Linked DNA regions of Canis lupus: region 1 is linked to region 2. Evidence: chromatin contacts called from public Hi-C data. All regions are on one chromosome and are shown on one strand. Each heading gives the region's core, a stretch centred on a gene start, on an enhancer-like site or on the middle of the called end of the contact. The rest is flanking DNA. Distances are from core to core; before and after follow the strand shown. Region 1 holds the start of TFG (protein TFG). Region 2 holds the start of NIT2 (omega-amidase NIT2).

What was found. Hi-C and Micro-C count contacts between places; a contact is called where the count stands out from the background.
Region 1: a Hi-C map of blood shows a contact between it and region 2, with 2.3 times the contacts expected there. The contact joins the promoter of TFG here to the promoter of NIT2 in region 2. A contact is called at or near these places in 2 of 9 Hi-C or Micro-C datasets (amygdala and blood).

The regions. Positions count from the first base shown.
Region 1 is chr33:7,640,728-7,644,856 of UU_Cfam_GSD_1.0, reverse strand. TFG (protein TFG) reads right to left here and starts at 2,537. Exons shown (of 8, transcript XM_038582669.1): 1 at 2,440-2,537. It overlaps LOC119867315 (a long non-coding RNA gene), which reads left to right and starts at 1,382. Exons shown (of 4, transcript XR_005383210.1): 1 at 1,382-1,845.
Region 2 is chr33:7,346,187-7,350,477 of UU_Cfam_GSD_1.0, reverse strand. It overlaps NIT2 (omega-amidase NIT2), which reads right to left and starts at 1,535. Exons shown (of 10, transcript XM_038582601.1): 1 at 1,446-1,535. The coding sequence starts at 1,473.

The DNA.
Region 1 (4,129 bases), core at 1,288-3,787, 290 kb before region 2:
TCCTTAGATTTTTCCCTTTATCAGCAGGATGAAACTTAAGCTCCCTTTAGCCTAATATTAAATACCCTCCATGATTTGTCCTTCCCTTGATTCTTTCTACCCTTCTCCCTTTTTATTTCTGTACTCGTATTATCTGTATTTTAGAGCTTGTGTTAATAACTTCAAGATGAGGCATTAGATACTGAATCTAACATTCTAAAGTCAGTTCAGAACAGAGCGGATTGTTTCTAGATCTGGATGCTTAGCTGGTCTTAATGTAAAACAGAATAGTTTTTTATCTGCCAGTTCTCACAATGGGCTTCTCACCAACACTGTGATTAACGGAAACCTCCATATAACCTCTTCCACCTGTTAGCCAAACTGCCATCTTCATTCAGGAAACATCTACTTAATACCTACTATGTGCCAAGCTCTGAAGTGTAACTACTTCAACAAAATGGTAAAGACTCCACCTTGTTGACCTTACAGTCTGAAAGAAACAAAGAACTTCAGTAAAGTCAATGTATGTTACTTCCGCCTGTGGCGTAAACCAGCAATAAACAATTAAGGGTCAGGGCTTAGCTTCAGCGAGATGTTACTACCTACTCTGAGCAGCACCTCTTAGGAGTGCCTGACATATAACAGGTATGTAAAGACTTGTCCTGTTCCCTCAGCAAAAGATGAATGGGAAATAATAAAGTTCTGATAAGGGGGACTGGGAGAAGCTGTACTGTTTAGGGTCAGCCCCTAAGACGGACCTTCACACTCTACCTTCTTTATGAAGCCGGAAGTGATTCCCCCCAAGTCCTAAGTAAATTTCCAATACTGGGCAGCCCCAGGGGCTCAGCAGTTTAGCACCTGCCTTCAGCCCAGGGCATGATCCTGGGGTCCCGGGATTGAGTCCCACGCCGGGCTCCCTGAATGGAGCCTGCTTCTCCCTCTGCCTGTGTGTCTGCCTCTCTCTCTCTCTGAATAAATAAATAAAATCTTAAAAAAAAAAAATTTCCAATACTGAATGTAATGAACAGTACGTCTTTTTAATTTCAGGGGGACTGTTCAAGGTACATTTCCAATGGATCCGAAAATATTATTCTATTTTACTTTGTTTCCACCATGTTTGCCTGCAAATTCCCTTACTCCTGGGTGTTTCCCATGCGCTGTAAACTCCCTGCGTCCAGGAACCAGGGCTTCTTTCATAAAGCTGTCCCCAGTCTGTGCAGCCATCTCAAGACACGCACACAATCATCACAAAGCTAAGGACGCCACAAAATTTTCCCTTTCTGGGGAAATCCCATTCCCACATTTCCTTGTGGAACAGTCTTCAAGTCTGTTTTTTCTCAAACTCCAGCTCGCCAGGTAGAAACAGGTATGAACTCCCAGCTGCCAGGTGAGGTCCTGACAGCACGGTCTTCTCCCATCCGGTCCGGACCCCACTCCGAGGTGCACCAACGACACAGCCACCGACCCACGAGGCCCTCCAACGGCATCAGCGCTTCTAAGCCCTGAAGAATAAAGCGACCTGCCCAGAGGCGCACGAGGCCCGCGCCCTGAACCCGCGTCTAGGCTCAGCTCCCCTCTCCCCGGGGGCAGAGCCCGCTCGAATTCGGAGGGGCCTGCTTGGGCACCTCCACGCGGAGCCGTTTCAAGAAATTCTAAGCAAAACCAATCGTTGAGGAGTCCGAGGAATCCAAGGAGCCACAAACCCTGCCGGACCAGGAAGATGGTAAAAACTCCCACCCGTGACCTTAGGCAGGTACCTCCCCAAGCCTCACTTTCATCGTGTGCAAAATGAGAACGTCTAATTTAAAGGATCTTCGTGATGATGACACGGTACCGTGCATCTACAATAACTCGGCGCGGCTCACGGTAAAGTAAACTTACAAGTTCGCTATCAGAGCAGCAGCATCGCTGCAAAACTGGGCTGGGCCTCCGGACGGCGCTGGCTAAGCCGCGACCCGGCTGAGGGGCCAGGTCCTCCCGGGTGACCCCCGGGTGACCCCCGGGCGCCCCCCGCCAGGGCCCCGCGGGGGAGGCGCTCGCCGCCGGCCGCCCGGGCCGCTCCGGGGTCCACGGGCTGCCGGACCCCGACCCCGACGGCGACCCCGACCGCGACCGCGACCCCGCGACCCCGCGGAGCGCAGCACCCGCCGCCCCGCCCCGAACCCCCGCCCCGGGCCGCCGCCGGCTCCAGCGAGGCCCTCCCGGCGCTGCGCCGTCTCCCGCCCGCCTCGCCCAGAGCGGCCGCGCCCCCGGCCCCGGCCCCGTCCCCGGCCCCCCCCGGCGGCCATACCGGTTGCCGAGGCCGCTGCGGCCGCCTGTCCGCGGGTGTCCGCCGGCCGGGCCGGGGCGCTGGGCCGTCGCGCGGAGGCTGCGGTCGCGGCCCACTCGGCTGCCCTCCGCTCGCGCCGCCGCACCCCACCAGCCGGCTCGCGCGGGCCCCGGCCAATCGCACCGACCCACCGAGCCTAGCGCGATGTCGGCCCAGTACGTGGCAGGTGGGGGAAGAAGAGGGGCGGGCGCTACAAGAGCGGAGGGGGGGGAACTGCCCTTTCGCTCCGCCTCCCGGCCGACGGCCAACCCAGCACGCATGCGCAGCGGCGGTGGCGCGGCGCTGACGGCGCTCGCGCATGCGTCGGCCGGAGTCTCCGCCTTCTCACTGGACGGCGGAGCCGGCCGGGGGCGCGCATGCGCAAGGCGTGACCAGGCACTTCCGGTGTTCCTGAAAGCTCGGCTTTCGTGTCTCTCGCCCGTGGGTGGGGCGTGCGTTGCGCTTGTGGGCGCGGACCCGGGTCAAAGTGGGGCGTTTGTCCAGATTTGGGTGGGGTGGGGTTTTTTTTGTTTTGGGGGGGTTTTGTGATCATTGTCATTCTCTTAGTCGTGTCCTGAAAAAAACGAATGCGTTTCTCCGTCCTTCCTTCCTTGCTGGGCACCGCGACGCTGCTTCGAGCACCGGGATGGGGATGGGGATGATGGGGAAGGGGATGGGGATGATGAGGAAGGGGATGGAGATGATGATGGGGAAGGGAATGGGGATGATGGGGAAGGGGACGGGGATGATGAGGATGGGGATGATGGGAATGGGGATGATGAAGAAGGGGATGGAGATGATGATGGGGAAGGGAATGGGGATGATGGGGAAGGGGACGGGGATGAGGATGGGGATGATGGGAATGGGGATGATGGAGATGATGATGGGGATGGGGAAGGGAATGGGGATGATGGGGAAGGGGACGGGGATGATGGGGAAGATGATGGGGATGGGGATGATGGGGATGGGGACGGGGATGATGGGAAGATGATGGGGAAGGGGATGGGGATGATGGGGAAGGGGACGGGGATGATGGGAATGGGGATGATGGAGATGATGATGGGGATGGGGAAGGGAATGGGGATGATGGGGAAGGGGACGGGGATGATGGGGAAGATGATGGGGAAGGGGATGGGGATGATGGGGAAGGGGACGGGGATGATGGGAATGGGGATGATGGAGATGATGATGGGGATGGGGAAGGGAATGGGGATGATGGGGAAGGGGACGGGGATGATGGGGAAGATGATGGGGAAGGGGATGGGGATGATGGGGAAGGGGACGGGGATGATGGGAATGGGGATGATGGAGATGATGATGGGGATGGGGAAGGGAATGGGGATGATGGGGAAGGGGATGGGGATGATGAGGAAGGGGATGGAGATGATGATGGGGAAGGGAATGGGGATGATGGGGAAGGGGACGGGGATGAGGAGGATGGGGATGATGGGAATGGGGATGATGGAGATGATGATGGGGATGGGGAAGGGAATGGGGATGATGGGGAAGGGGACGGGGATGATGGGGAAGATGATGGGGATGATGGGGATGATGGGGAAGGGGACGGGGATGATGGGGATGGGGATGATGGAGATGATGATGGGGAAGGGAATGGGGATGATGGGGAAGATGATGGGGATGGGGATGATGGGTTTGAGAGCAAGGAGTTTCCTGGAGCGTTGGCGGGGCCGGGCGGACCTGGGCGTGTGCGAAAGGGAAAGTGCAAAACTAAGGCCGCTAAGAATTGCGGAGGCCTTTTTGGAGAATAAGGCAGCGTTGCCCAATGGGCTCTCCTCTCTTCTTATCTAAGGCGTTCGTTTTATTTATCTTTTTTTTTAATTT
Region 2 (4,291 bases), core at 286-2,785:
GCACCAGGTGTGAGTGCTGCGGAGGCCGGGACACCCCCCCCCCCCCCGCCCCGCCTCCGCGGAGGGCGCAGGGCCCGCCTCTCCCGCAGCTCGAAGGACAAGCCGGAGTTTGAACATGACGTTAGCACTTACTGTTTGCTCCTGGGCTCAAGCTCCGATTCTGAATGGGACTCGGTGTGCTGCCCGGCTGCTGGGGGCCCGGGGGGCGGGGGGGGCAGCCACGGCCTGCACCTGTGCGGGGTCACCGGCAGGGCCCCTGGGGGGGGGGCAGCCACGAGCTGCACCTGTGCAGGGTCACCTGTGCGGGGTCACGGGCAGGGCCCCTGGGGGGGCAGCCACGAGCTGCACCTGTGCGGGGTCACCGGCAGGGCCCCTGGGGGGGCAGCCACGAGCTGCACCTGTGCGGGGTCACGGGCGGGGCCCCTGGGGGGGGCAGCCACGAGCTGCACCTGTGCGGGGTCACCTGTGCGGGGTCACGGGCAGGGCCCCTGGGGGGGCAGCCACGAGCTGCACCTGTGCGGGGTCACCGGCAGGGCCCCTAGGCCCCCGGGAGGTTTTGCTCTCACCCCACGAATACTCCTGCGCCCCAAAGAGCACGACAGTAAGTAGCAAAAAGAAAACAAAACAAACCACCCGCGAGGCTGACGGGCTGGGGAAGGAAGGGCGCGCAGCGACTCTCCCGCGGCCTGGCCTGTGCGAGGGCTTCGCCAGCCCCGCCCCGCCCGTCGGCAGCCAGGGCCGTCAGGGGCTGTTCCGGGCCCACCGCCTCTAGGCCCATTTTACAGGCCGGGAAACTGAGGTTCCGAGGGAGTCAATGACCTGCTGACATGCGCTGGGCAAGCCCCCGATGCCCCAGGTCTCCAGACTAGGCGTCCGGGGCCTCCCGTGGAAGAATCTGGCAAAGGCCTGGGGACGAGCGGAGCTCGCACGTGCCCCGGGGCCGGTCCAGGAGCGGGACGGGGAGCGGCGCGAAACCTAACCTCAGAGCTCAACGCCAGAGGCAGGCGGTCTGTCCCGGTTTTTCGCTCGGAAGAGCGGGCTCTCCCCTGGGCGTGAGGGGTGCGACGCGCACCCAAACCCGGGAACACAAACGCTCCACTCGCCGAGACGGGGTTCAAGCCGCAAATACCTGCGGCCGATGCCTTTGCAAAACCCACGCTCAAAAATCAACCTGAGGTGAAGCGAGCGACGGCGACCGCCCCGCCCCGCCCCGCACGGGCGCGCTTTCTAACGCGGAGCCCGGGGCCTCCGGGACGCTCGGGCCGCCCCCCGGCGAGGAGCTTCCCCACGGACTGGCGGCGTCGCGCCCCTGCAGCCCGGCGCCCCGAGAGGCCGCAGCGGACGGCCCGCCCGGGGCCCGGAACCCCCGGGGGGCCCGGGAAGGCCCGCGGCACGGCGGGGACACGCGGCGGAGGCGACGGCTGGGCCGGGGCCGCGCTACTCACTGGCCATCGCTCTCCCGCGGGGCAGCATGTGCGGCGCGGCGCGGCCCGGCCCGGCGCAGACCCACCGACCGACGCGGCGCACGGCGCGGGGCGGGGCCGCGCACGGGGGGCGGGGCCGCGCGCAGGAGGGGGCGGGGCCGCGCGCAGGAGGGGGCGGGGCCGCACTTCCGCGCACGCCGCGCCCCGGCCGCTGGCCCCGACCCATTGATCCCGCCCCGCCCCGCTGGCCCCGCCCCCGCCTGGCCCCGCCCCCTCTGCCCCTGGCCCCGCCCACCCCACTGTCCCTGGCCCCGCCCGCCCGTGGAGCGCGGCCTGCGCGGGGACCGGCTGCGGGCGGGGGCTCGGGCTCCGTGCGCCCAGGGCTGCGCGGCGGCCCCGCTCCCGAGGGTGAGCGTTAGGGGCTCCGGCCGCGGCGTCACGCGGAGGGGAAGGCGGGCACTTCATGCTCTTGTGCTCTTAACGGAAATACGCTAATACTGTTAGGACTTTTGCATTTACGTTTATTAGGGTGTCTTTTTGGGTTTTTTAAAGATAGATTTGATTTGAGAGCGAGCGCGTGGGGCCAGGTGGAGGGGCGGGCAGAGGCAGGAGAAGCCGGCTCCCCCTGAGCAGGATTCCAGGCCCTGAGATCCTGACCTGAGCCAGAGGCAGAGGCTTAACGGATCGAGCCACCCAGGCGCCCAGTATTGCTTTTGGATTTTTGTGTTTCGTGTATTTGTGCCTTTTTGTCAGGTTTGGGGATCAAAAATCATAAAACGGATAAAAGCTTGCTATCCTTTTTTTTTCTTCCTTGCCATTTTTTTTTTTTTTAATGCTCTGGAATAGTTTATCAAAGTGGATCTAGTTTTTAAAAGGATACCCTAAAGACATTTTTGGAATAAAGACATTTAAGTATGAACCAGATATTTGATGCTTTAATGAATTTGTGATTATGCCAATGTCTTTACTCTGAGAAGAAGCATGCTGAAGCATTTAGGGGTGAAGGTCAGAATGTCTGGCTTAAAAATGTAGATAAAAGGAAAATATGTGAATATAGAGCAAATGTGGCAGATTTATTATGTCTAAGAGAATATATAGCTATTCATAGTACTGTTTTAATACTTTTTATTTATTTTTATGTTTTAATACTTTATAAAAGTTTTAAACTCTAAAGCTTCAAATGATAAAATTTTCATAATAAAAAGCTGGGGGGAAATACCTAGCAATTATGGATTTTTTTTGAAGGTTTAGCAGATTAGCTGGACCTGGCTTTGTAGCAGGAAGATACTAACCTTTTAATTTCTACTCTGCTTATTAGCTTATTAAGTCTTGAGTCAATATTGGCCACTTACAATCTGCAAAGTCACCCATTTCCTTTAGATTTGCAAGGTCACCGGCACGAAGTTGTATCTGACAGGGGTACCAAACATCGCTGGACCTGCTAGTAGAACACCCTGGGGGAGCTGCCCAGTAACTCATACATCAGGCTGGAGGCTGAGTCATCAGCAATTTAAACTAAGACACAGCTCTGAGCATGGAGGACACCTTGCGAGGGGTCGGTGAAAGGCCCAGCCCAAGAAGGGCCTGGGAAACCGGGGAGCGAGCCACCCGAGGGGTGGGAGAACCAGGAGTGACAAACAAGGCCAGGAGTCTGTGGGCGCTGCGCTCCCCACATCATGTGCAGGGAAGGTAGTGCCTCGGCTTTTAGAGAAGGAACAGTAAGAAATATGAAAACTGGTTTTGAGCTTTCCTTTAGAACTTTCTGGGCATAATGGAAAAGCTAGTCGCTGGGTTCCAGTTCTGGCTCCGCCACCGATGCCATCAATGCGGAGGCAAATCACTTCCTTCTCAGGACCTTCCGTAACCTGTAGCACAAAAAGAACTCAGAGGTGGAGACAGGCTGGAGGACTCCCTGGCCGTCCTCCGTCGCCCCACTCCCCACCCTACAACCGCAGCAGCTGCGCCTCGGGTTCCTGCATTCCCTTTCCCCCGACCCTCGGCAAGGAACGAGACTACAACCACCACACTACATGGACCCCCGAAGCCCGGGGCAAAGCCCGGTGCCCGAGTGACCTCCCCTAGGCTGGGGACTGGTCAGGTTCTAGTTTTATTCGAGGTACTTTGCCAGCAACTCCGGTGGGTAAGTCATCCCTATTTCCGTGTCTAGACATCGGTTCAAATTCAACCAGCAGGGGATCCCCGGGTGGCTCAGGGGTTGAGCGCCTGCCTTCGGCCCACGGCCTGATCCTGGAGTCCCGGGATCGAGTCCCACGTCGGGCTCCCTGCATGAAGCCTGCTTCTCCCTCTGCCTGCGTCTCTGCCTCCCTCTCTCCCTATCTCTCATGAATAAACAAAAAATTAAAAAAAAAATTCAACCAGCCAAAATTAACTTTATCACCTCTGAAGGAGCTTCTCCCCCCCACCTTTGTTCTTCCATACAGGCACCACCATTTGTGCTGTTTCCCAGTTCTCCTGGTTCCCCACGCCCTCCCCTCAAAAACCGAATCACTTCTGTATTTTTCAAGTGTTTTATCCTGCACCTTCTGGTAAGGACAAGGCCCTTCTGACTCTTCTAAGAGCCCCCGTTGGTTGCTGCCTCCTTTTCTATTCCTGAGACCACCATTCACAGCTAGACCTTCCTCACTTGAGGAACAAGAAGCAGTTGAGGGCAACTGCTTCAGGCAACCTAACTGGTCTCTTTTTCCTCAGCATCTTATCCTCCACCCAATCTTCATAGTATTAGGGAAGTTTGTCCGGGGGGGTGGGGACAGAAGTTCAATTTTGGGGGTGAGATAGATACACAAATGATTAACAGTTGTCAGAGATGGAGGGCTGAAAATCAGAACTGGAATCATCTCCACCATAAG